Linked DNA regions of Tachysurus vachellii: region 1 is linked to region 2. Evidence: chromatin contacts called from public Hi-C data. All regions are on one chromosome and are shown on one strand. The core of a region is the stretch at or near the end of the contact, and the rest is flanking DNA. Distances in the headings are between cores, read along the strand shown. Region 1 holds the start of eno4 (enolase 4). Region 2 holds the start of LOC132852018 (cytosolic phospholipase A2 delta-like).

Evidence for each region. Hi-C and Micro-C count contacts between places; a contact is called where the count stands out from the background.
Region 1: a contact with region 2 is called in a Hi-C map of blood, with 4 times the contacts expected there. The contact joins the promoter of eno4 here to the promoter of LOC132852018 in region 2. A contact is called at or near these places in 2 of 3 Hi-C or Micro-C datasets (blood and muscle).

What each region holds. Positions count from the first base shown.
Region 1 is chr10:6,172,003-6,178,063 of HZAU_Pvac_v1, forward strand. It overlaps eno4 (enolase 4), which reads right to left and starts at 4,007. Exons shown (of 13, transcript XM_060879764.1): 1 at 3,831-4,007; 2 at 2,542-2,670; 3 at 1,769-1,950; 4 at 1,545-1,687; 5 at 345-514; 6 at 1-78. The coding sequence starts at 4,007.
Region 2 is chr10:6,024,597-6,029,933 of HZAU_Pvac_v1, forward strand. LOC132852018 (cytosolic phospholipase A2 delta-like) reads right to left here and starts at 2,812. Exons shown (of 20, transcript XM_060879023.1): 1 at 2,689-2,812. The coding sequence starts at 2,694.

The DNA.
Region 1 (6,061 bases), core at 2,757-5,256, 150 kb after region 2:
CAGGTTGAGCTTTCCAGCTGACGCTTTCCCACAGCTCAACACGGACACGAGCGGCATGGGCAGGAACACTCTTCCAGCCTGAGAAAGATCAACAGATAAGAGAAGAAGAAAATACAATCACAGCAAAGGTGTGGAGATAAAGAGCATAAGAGAAACAGGGAGTAAGGTGGAAGTAGGAATGTATAAACAATCAGCATTTTTATGCTAAACTAATCCCACATCGAGCACCTAGAGTTTTCTCTCCTTTGGTTTTGTATGTTGATTAAAACCTTGCTAATAATTCTGTAAATGTATATTTGTGTCTGTCTATATATGTGTGTGTGTGTGTGTGTGTGTGTGTTAACCTGATGGTCTCTAAGAGTGAGGATGTGTTTGTATAGGGGGGTAGTTGTGAGGCTCGCTGCAGATTTGGCTACTGCCATAGACAGAGTACCGACTGCCATCGCCCCTGGCAACATTGGCTCCGGTTTCTCAGGAGGAGGGAGCGGCTTCTCTGATGCGCTGCCTTTCTTACCTGCAAATACAAGTCATATTATACAGTAATAAAAGTCATAACATCCATAAAAACAGTAGTACATCCACATTAATACTGCAGCATCAACAGCAACACAACAGCATTAACACCAATGCTAGAGCAACAGTACAACAGCATTAACACCAATGCTAGAGCACCAACACAGCAGCATTAACACCAATGCTAGTGCAACAGTACAACAGCATTAACACCAATGGTAGAGCAACAGTACAACAGCATTAACACCAATGGTAGACCACCAACACAACAGCATTAAAAATATGCTAGAGCACCAACACAGCAGCATTAAAATAAATGCTAAAGCACCAACACAACAGCATTAACACCAGTGCTAGGGCAACAACACAACAGCATTAACACCAGTGCTAGGGCAACAACACAACAGCATTAACACCAGTGCTAGGGCAACAACACAACAGCATTAACACCAACAGTAGACCACCAACACAACAGCATTACAAAAATGCTAGAGCACCAACACAGCAGCATTAAAATAAATGCTAGAGCACCAACACAGCAGCATTAAAATAAATGCTAAAGCACCAACACAACAGCATTAACACCAGTGCTAGGGCAACAACACAACAGCATTAACACCAGTGCTAGGGCAACAACACAACAGCATTAACACAAGTGCTAGGGCAACAACACAACAGCATTAACACAAGTGGAAGAGCACCAACACAACAGCATTACCACCAATGCTAGAGCATCAACAACAATACAACAGCATTACCACCAATGCTAGTGCACCAACACAGCAGCATTAACACCAGTGCTAGCGCACCAACACAACAGCATTAACACCAATGCTAGAGCACTAACACAACAGCATTAACACCAATGCTAGAACACCAGTACGGCAGCATTAAGACCAATACTAGAGCATCAACTAAACTGCATTAACACCAATGCTAGAGCATCAACAACAATACAACAGCATTAACACCAATGCTCCAGGATTTTAGTTACTAGATACAAGAGTTTTTTAATATAATCTTCACTCTACCTTTCTGTGCCTCCTTCTTGCCTTTGCTTGAATCCGGTGCTTGAGCGGTGTTGGTGTCAGATGTTGTTGTTTCTTCTTCCTCAGCTTTCTTTTCTCTGTTACGGCGATCTTGGTCTTCAAGGTAACGAGCCATGTAGAAATCGCTGCAACACACACACATACGTACACAATTTAGGATGGTTATTACTCACACACTTTCTGTGCATGTCCACGTGTGTGTCTACCTGAGTTGTTGGTCCAGGTGTATTTGGTGGGTGGGGTTAGATCCATGCATCATGGGGCTCAGCTGATCTCTGATCCACTCCAACGCTACCTCTACAGATGCTTGATGGTTACCATTGGCAACCGCATTCCATGCCCCAGTGACATCTCCATCCACACAAGAAACCACTGCATTACAGACTAACTAAATTACACAGAATAACAGAGAGTTAAGAGATGCAAAAATAAGGTTCTCTGACCACCATCAAGAACATATTGTTATCTGAGTGTTCCATCTCACTGCTGTCTCACTCGTCACTACCACTCAACAGAGCATATTATCTTCTCTCTCTGTGTTTATACCTCATGTGACACACAGCAGTTTATTTTACTGGTTTCTTTCTGAAATGTCATTCTGTTCCAAATAAACGCACCAGATTCAGATCATAGAAACAAACAAACATGAGTTAAGTCAGGTCTTAATAATAATGCACCAGTACAACACCAATGCTTGAGCACCAGTACAGCAGCATTAACACCAATGCTTGACCACAAGCATATACAACAATAGAACAACAGCATAAAGCGAATGTTTTTTCTGTTTCACTGAACGCTTCATGAGCTGGACCAGGTGTGTTTGGAGTACAGAAGGCTTGAAACTTGTACATGTCAATGGGAATGTTAATAGTTTTTTAAAGCAGAAAAAACATTTGCTTTATCATATTCTTTTTCTAAGACATGTGAAAACACCTCCACAGATAAATCTCATCACTCATCTCGCTGATTTTCAGCCTACCTTCTCTTCATTCCTGACGATGCAGTAAACCTCCACCTGCAATGCTGCTTCTCCCCTGGCATCATACACCTCTCTGCCCACTACTGCACTGATCACAGGTGTGTGTGAGAGGCTAGAAAAGTAGTTTGCCTGACAAAAAGAATAAACACAGATCAGTCCAAATGAAGTAAGGATTTTTAAACAAGGCCTTGTATAGCCTAGAACATTCATGTCCAAAGTCCGGCCCGGGTGGCAATTGCGGCTTGAGTTGAAATTTCCATTTGCCCGCAGCCTCTGGCATAAAATAAATAATGTGTGGCCCATCAGCACTGTTTTATATACTTTACCAGAAGAAAATGCTGAGCTTGTTTGGCTCGACATACTTGTGCAAGAAAACATTCTCGGTTATGAACTTTAACAAGAGCCATGCGAGGACAAGACTAAGTGACTCTCACCTGCGTGACATCTTGCGCATCAAAACCACTTTCTTTGAGCCAGACCTGGCCTATTTACTACAGTTGAGATCTCATTATCACCCATCACATTAGTGCAGGCAAGTTATTTGTTTAGCCACCTGAGGTGAATAAATTCTAAAATCTCTGTGAATTTATTTTTATGTGATGATCAAAACCACAGTTTTTAATATGCATCTTTTCATCTTTATAATCTGTCTAAAATTCATTTTGTTTTTGAAAAGTGAAAGCTTTTTTCAATAAAAAAAAATCATTAAATAGTTCATTTGGGTTTAATATTAATGTTTCAAAGAATGTCAAAGGCTGAATAGTCGGCCCCCACACATTTTCACCTCACCAAATCTGGCCCTCTTTGCAAAAAGTTTGGACACCCCTGGCCTAGAACAACAAATGGAAGAAGATTGTTTTGTCTTCGAAATGTCCATGATAAGAGCCAACAGAAATACTGTAGGAAGACTAAAAGCAGTGTGTTTATCCATGAAATACCAGACATTATATACATTAACAGATCTGTATAAAGGAAAAATCTGGAAACTACAACAACTACAGAAAAGGTTTGGGACACGTTACTGGTGCTAAAGGAGGATTTACAGGTATAAACACCACAGAGCTTTTTTGTCATTGTGTTTGTTTAAGAACTGATAAAAATGCATTTAATTAGGTTTAACTGTAACTAGATAACAAAGTTGGGTTAACAATAATTGAATGAAAAAAGTTTCCATCAGTCCATTACTAGGCAATTTAATGACCTGCAATTATTTTAATTAGATTTCATTATAATTATAATGTCTTATTTATTGCATGACTTAATTAGATAAGGCTAATATATTTCCATACCAGATATCCATAAACATCATTCGGCTTCGACAAAAACATCTGATTTAAAACAGTTTCTAGTTTCTCCGGCACTCCGTTTGCTCTGTAAAACTCCGCTGCTTTGTTCTTTAAGTCATAAAAGTCTTTATCCACCTTTGATATTTTGCTATTACAGCTTATAAAGCCTTTAAACGACATTGTGCTGCTGTTTCTAAGTTCGGTTCACAACAACTCTGTGTAAGAAGCGTCGATTGTTTACGTACTATGGTTGCTAGGCAACGTTCCATGTAACATCGCGAGATTTCGGCTCCGTCTCAGCGTTACTGTAACATCGCGAGACTTAACGAGGGTCCACCAGAACGCTGTATACTGGTGTACTAAATGGTCCAAATATTATAGCGACCTCGGATACAATCTGGCGAAAAGATGATAAACTTTTAATTGTTTGGAGCAAGTATAACCTTTTTTAATTGAATTACACTTTGGCTTATGCAATGGTGAGTTCCAATAGCTCTCAGCCTACATCTTTAGTCCATGCAATGTCATTTGTAAGGGCACCAGCAACCCTGTGTTATTCAACAACACTTTAATTAGGCTGTTTAATTAATGTTTGTGCACGTTGTTTCCATGGCAACGCACCCGGTCTAATGGCTCCTGATTGGTTTCGATGAATTCATCCTAATGAATGTGTTCAAATATTTTACAACAAAAACTCGTCGCGTGTCGTTTAAATAAAACAAAGGTTACATTTCAGTTCAAATAAACCTTGAGTTGATAAATAAATTTCCATTATTATTATTATTATTATTATTATTATTATTATTATTATTATTATTATTATTATGTATAACATTTGTTTATTTCTTTTCCCAAGTTGTATATAAATACACAGGCTGTTTAAGTAAGTAGTCAGGAGACTTTTAATTAAAAAGAAAATAAAAAATTGGATGTATAAACTAGAAACTGAGGAAGACCGAGTAAAGAATAAAACAGGGCGTCAAATTTTGGGATCATTTCTAGTCTGTTTACAAAACTATGAAAATTTACTATATGAAGCTGAATAGATTGTTTATTCATTCGGTTCGCAGCAAATGTTAGAAAAAAAACGAATAAACTATAACATTACTGCAATATATATTAATTAAAGCACGAAAACAAAAATAAATAGATTCAACATAATTGTTTACATGCAAAGGACATAAAAGGAAATTAAATAATTATAAATAAAAACATATGCACTGAAGGACAATTTCGAATAATAATAATAATAATAATAAGAAGAAGAAGAAGAAGAAGAAGAAGAAGAAGAAGAAGAAGAAGAAGAAGAAGAAATAATAATAATAATAATAATAATAATAATAATAATAATAATAATAATATGCAAAGATAGACTTACATAGACTTTCAAATTAAAAAGGAAAAATCTACTTCTGAATGAATAGAACAAAAATAAAAGAATTATAAAAGAAATAATAAGAAATAAAAGAAATAGTTACAGCCCACACTGTGTAGACAGCCTACAAGCATTATAGCTACAATTAGTTATTTTCATTAGTCCTGTAACCAATAAATCTTTTATTTATTATTAGTATACTGATTTTTCTCAATGATAATTCGTTAGCTCGGGCATCAACTGACAGCGTTATTACAGGTCACGTGATTTCACGTTTGTACGCATTATGTCTCCCTTCCTTAATAAGACTTTAGTACAGAATGTCGCTCCACGGCTTTAGGCTACGATCAACAGTCCTGTTGTGTTCATGTTGACATTGTGAGGATGCAATCAGATACAATCTCTCTCTCTCTCTCTCTCTCTCTCTCTCTCTCTCTCTCTCTCTCTCTCTCTCTCTCTCTCTCTCTCTCGCTCTCCACACATACACACTGGCGCTTGGTTTTATTTATCTGAATAATTAAATGAACATTTCTTTGGATTTTAGACCACTGGCTAAAAAACGGCCGAGAAAGTGCAAAATCGTGTTATTTTTTTGACTACATTCTCTTCAAAGAAAAGAAAACATAATTTCAGACCTGACGCAAAACACAGATTTAGCAACCTCGAGTCTGTCCAATTTGTCCTAACTCAGATTAAAAAAAAAACTACAATGAAGGACGGGCGAATATCCATATTAACGGAAGGCACGTATGAATGAATGAATTGAGGAATGAATTGATGAATAAATGAATGAATGAATTGATGAATGAATAAATGAGCGAATGGATTTTTTAATTCATAAATAATTAATTAATTCATG
Region 2 (5,337 bases), core at 1,562-4,061:
GTTCGCCTCACACCTCCAGGGTCGGGGTTCGATTCCCGCCTCCACCTTGTGTGTGTGGAGTTTGCATGTTCTCCCCGTGCCTCGGGGGTTTCCTCCGGGTACTCCGGTTTCCTCCCCCGGTCCAAAGACATGCATGGTAGGTTGATTGGCATCTCTGGAAAATTGTCCGTAGTTTGTGATTGCGTGAGTGAATGAGAGTGTGTGTGTGCCCTGCGATGGGTTGGCGCTCCGTCCGGGGTGTGTCCTGCCTTGATGCCCAATGGCGCCTGAGATAGGCACAGGCTCCCCGTGACCCGAGGTAGTTCGGATAAGCGGTAGAAGATGAATGAATGAATAATATTAATAATAGTAATAATAATAATAACTAGAACGTACATTTCCTGAAGAAAATGTGAATGGTGCTTGCACGTGGCAAATCCCGGAGGCTAGTCGAGATGAGCATGTGACATCATCTGAATACTCCTGAGGAAGTTTTCCTCATTGTGCTGAGTGTTTTGATATGTCACATGTCCATGTTGTGCTAATCTTTTATTTTCACGTGACATCACGTGACGTTATCAGAATACATGTGAGGAAGTTCCCCTCATTGTTCTGAGTGTTTTGATATGTCACATGTCCATGTTGTAAAATGTTTTTTGATTTTGCATATTTTGGGGGCGGGGCTGTGGCACAACCGAAAGGCCAGTCGGTACACTAATAAAAGTTTAAAAGGAGCTGGCTGAGTTTGGTGTAGATAGTTTGAAAGCTTGCCGAGTTATAAACCTCCAAAGTTTATAATGGGAGTCTATGGGAAAAAAGGCCAATTTTGAGACCCGGTACCAGAGGTACCGGTACTCGGATCGCTTATAAAAGTCATAGCACACCTCTCCTCAATGAACCGGTCGATTTGACACGTCATTCATGGGTCTAGGACAAAAGCTGCGGGACAAGTTACGCGCCGAAATTTTGTCTGGCACAATAGTAATAATGTTGCTTTGCAAGCAGCATTAATAATACTTCTTAAGCATTACTTATCACAGTCACAAATTTTATTTTTACTAAGATTTGGGTCAAGCAGCTTCGTGTGATTTCATTTACAACTGAAACGCATTCATCCTTCTTCAGTTCATGTGTATAACTATCAGAGAAAGTAATTACATGTGTGTCTTCAATTCAGTTTAAAAAGAGCGCGATGCTTGCAGTTTTGCACAAAAAAAAAGCACAAAAAAAGCACAAAAGTAATTGAAGGAATATCAAGAATTTTGCCTACAACAATTACAAAGAAAACTCCATGAATCAGACCTGCAGGGACTGATGATCAGTATATCCATGTATTGTTCATTTCGATATCATTGAGGTGTAAATTATGATCTAGTACGATTTACTGATCCTCTATTTGACCTTGACATTGAATCAGATGTGATATGATTCTCTTTAGTATCCTCCGATCCAAAAGTGACCATCTTTGATCAGAATCTGATGTAGCTACGGTTAGACATGACGACAGTCTTTTAAGAAAGACTATTTTAAATATTAGTGTTTAAATGGTTAAAGAATCCCACTGGTATTGTTTTTTACATTTCAGTTAAAAAATATGAATTCTTGCTTCCACGAAAGATACTAAACGAATTATAATCAACTCTATAATAATTCTATAAAATTTCATTTATTGATTGTTGCCTCAGTGATTTCATTCATTCATCTTCTACCGCTTATCCGAACTACCTCGGGTCACGGGGAGCCTGTGCCTATCTCAGGCGTCATCGGGCATCAAGGCAGGATACACCCTGGACGGAGTGCCAACCCATCGCAGGGCACACACACACACACACACACACACACTCTCATTCACTCACGCAATCACACACTAGGGACAATTTTCCAGAGATGCCAATCAACTTACCATGCATGTCTTTGGACCGGGGGAGGAAACCGGAGTACCCAGAGGAAACCCCCGAGGCACGGGGAGAACATGCAAACTCCACACACACAAGGTGGAGGCGGGAATCGAACCCCCAACCCTGGAGGTGTGAGGCGAACGTGCTAACCACTAAGCCACCATGCCCCCCTCAGTGATTTCAATCACTGTTTATTTTTTAATCCAAGATTCTTGGATGTATGTTCACTATTGTTGCTTTTCTTTCTCGTTACTCGTTTCTTCCTACCACAAATGTTGTGCTTGAACTCAACAAGTTGTGCTTTGTTGTGCTTTAATCAAACAAAAAACAAACATCAACAACAAAAAAAAAATGCTCATCTGTACAGATTATCATATGTGAAGACATTTTCCAACAGCCAACAGAGTTGAACAACCTTCCTGAAACCAATGCCCAAGCATTTAAATCTGAGCTGTCAGTCAACTCGGACCACACCCACCCAGTTTAAAACTGAGCTTCTGTTTGCTTATATAAAAATCTTTTTTTAAATAAAAGTGCTGCAAATATATTCAACGCATTAAACGTCTTATATTTACATTGATATACGTATTTGAAGATGTTAGAGCAGACTTACTTAACACCTGGAGTTTAAAAATGAAAGAAATGGCAACCTTCAATCTACCTTCAGGCTCTTGGAGATTTCTGTCTGTTATTGAGCTTTAAATCTCTATGTAAACATACAGGCACACATGCACATACATGCCTGGTTTACCCTTTATATATTACCAGTAGTATCAAAACCTCAGGTTAAAAGTAAAGACGTGAACTGTACCTTCATTTGTACCTGTTGCCGAAGAGAAAAGTGAAGACTAAGTCGTCCAACCAAGAAACCCGCATAAGAAGACAATAGCAAGTTAACGTCAAGTCAATGTCACAGAGATTCCTGAGGACTGTTTGCTTTATGTTTTACTGATATGACTCATGGCAGAATGCAGTGAAAACACGCCCCAAGCTGCAACACTTCTAGAATTACATAAGGCAAAAAAAAAATAAATAAGTATTTTCTTTGCTTGTTGCAGAAGTTATTCTTATTCTGTTTTTCCATTGCTGTATATTCACATTCTTCATATTGTTTAGCATCATATACTGTAGGATTGCATGGTATTAAATAATATAGTACTGTATAATGAGATGTATCATACAGCATTGTACAGTATGCAATAGTATTATTTAGTATTATATAGTATTATAGGCCTCCTGGTGACCCAGCAGCCGGATCCAGTGCTCTCATTACTGTGGCCCGGGTTCGATTCCCATATAATATGGTATAATACTGCATGGTATTATATAGTATGACGTATTGTATAATATTGTATTGTATCCTATCATATAGCATCTATTTTAAACTCCAGAGTAACAGGGTTTTTTCTTGATGCTATTTTCAGATTCTTTTTTTGTTTTGATGTGAAATTAGGTTTTGTTTTGTGTGTGTATTTTTTTTAGATTTTCTATTTTTATTTACTTTTTTGCTGTTGTTTTCTTCACTTTAATACTCCATAAAGGTCTAGCTGTATATTTTGACAGGATATAAACTTTATAATGTCTTAGAGTAATAGTGGTTGAATGTCTGTAGGGTTTAACAGATAATAAGGTCACAGTAAGGTTATGTGTCACAGAGTCTTAGACTTTTTGTTGGTAGAGCAAGAAGTTTAACTTGTTTGATTTGCCTGAAAGTTTTTGTGCCTTGTTCTGGCACATGTTTCACACCTTAGAAGATTCCGTCACTCGGCTTGTCGCTCGACCAGACAGGAGTGTACAGGAAATGTAAATGATACTTTAGTTACTATAATTAACACAAGGTCATTCTCTGAAATGTGTTGTATTTATTATGTGTTTAATTTGAATTATTAATTTACAAACAGGTTTAACTGGTGCCATTTATGGCCCTACTGTTAGTTCTTTAGTCTGCAGCCTGAATAAAATAATAATTCAGCCAGATAATAATAATAATAATAATAATAATAATAATAATAATAATAAGAAGAAGAAGAAGAAGAAGAAGAAGAAGAAGAAAAAAAAACAACAACAACAACAACAACAATAATAATAATAATATCAACAACATTGTTAATAATAAAAAGAAGAAGAGGAGGAGGAGAAGAAGAAGAAGAAGAAGAAGAAGAAGAAGAAGAAGAAGAAGAAGAATATTAAAAACAACTACAACAACAAAAACAAGAAGAAGAAGAAGAAGAAGAAGAAGAAGAAGAAGAAGAAGAAGAAGAAGAAGAAAAACAACAACAACAACATTAATAATAATAATAATAATAATAATAATTATTATTATTATTATTATTATTATTATAATTATAATAATAATAATAAACCAAATGATTATATTTCTTTGTTATATCGTATCTATTTTGTGCCTTACTTGTATTCCTTTAATTCTTCATTTTTATTCTTTTTTTCTCTACTAATCAGCTATTTTTACATCAATGACAGTCATAAAGTTTCACTACATGTCCTACTTTTTATGATTGTGTATGAGACAAATAAGATTTTAATTTAAATTTGCTTAGGTATTTGTTTAGTTAAAGCTTAAATTACTCTAAATTTAAAGTAAGGTGTCATGTCAGTATATGACCATGTGATGGTGCTGTAACATAAGCTGCAAGATGCTGAGATTTTTATTTATTTCATTTTTTTTCCAGAATAATGGCCTGTCAGATTGAATAGGAACTTCTAACACACTGCAAGTGATCCAAGTCCAGAAAGTTACTATAGAATTAATTGTAGAATTGTGAATGCAATCTCTAACTGAAAGGGTTCCTTACATCTATCTATCTATCTATCTATCTATCTATCTATCTATCTATCTATCTATCTATCTATCTATCTATCTATCTATCTATCTATCTATCTATCTACTGAATAGATGCTTTTCTTGAATGTATATGTTTTTGCATATTTAAGTTGTGCAGCAATTTTTCAATCTGTGCTTTGTTGTTCTAATCGATGTCTCTCATTTAGGAAATGATTTTAATTCATCTCTAACAGGGATTTATCTTAGATTTATTTCTCAGCTTTTTTAAATATATTCCTTTTTTCCCCTCTTGCTCTTACTTTACTTTCTTGTTTGATTCGTAATGCGCTAAATGCTGTACATGAAAATATATTTTTTAGGATCTGACTGAAAAGTGCTTTCTTTACTACACCAGTGCAATTTTCTCCTCCTTTCTGAATTTTAGTCTATAGGGCAATGACCTCGACTTCATCCATCTTAGTGCTCGAGATGCTCTTTATAATAAGAGATGCGTTTAAGGTCAAATCCTGGAATGACATTCCTCAAGCAAAATATCAAAAGCCACAAACACACACACACACGCACACACACACACATGGTCATGGTACCATGTTTGAGGAGCACTGACACTTCTCCTGCAGGTATTTGGCCCTCTGTTTTGAGTAGCAGAAGGTGTCG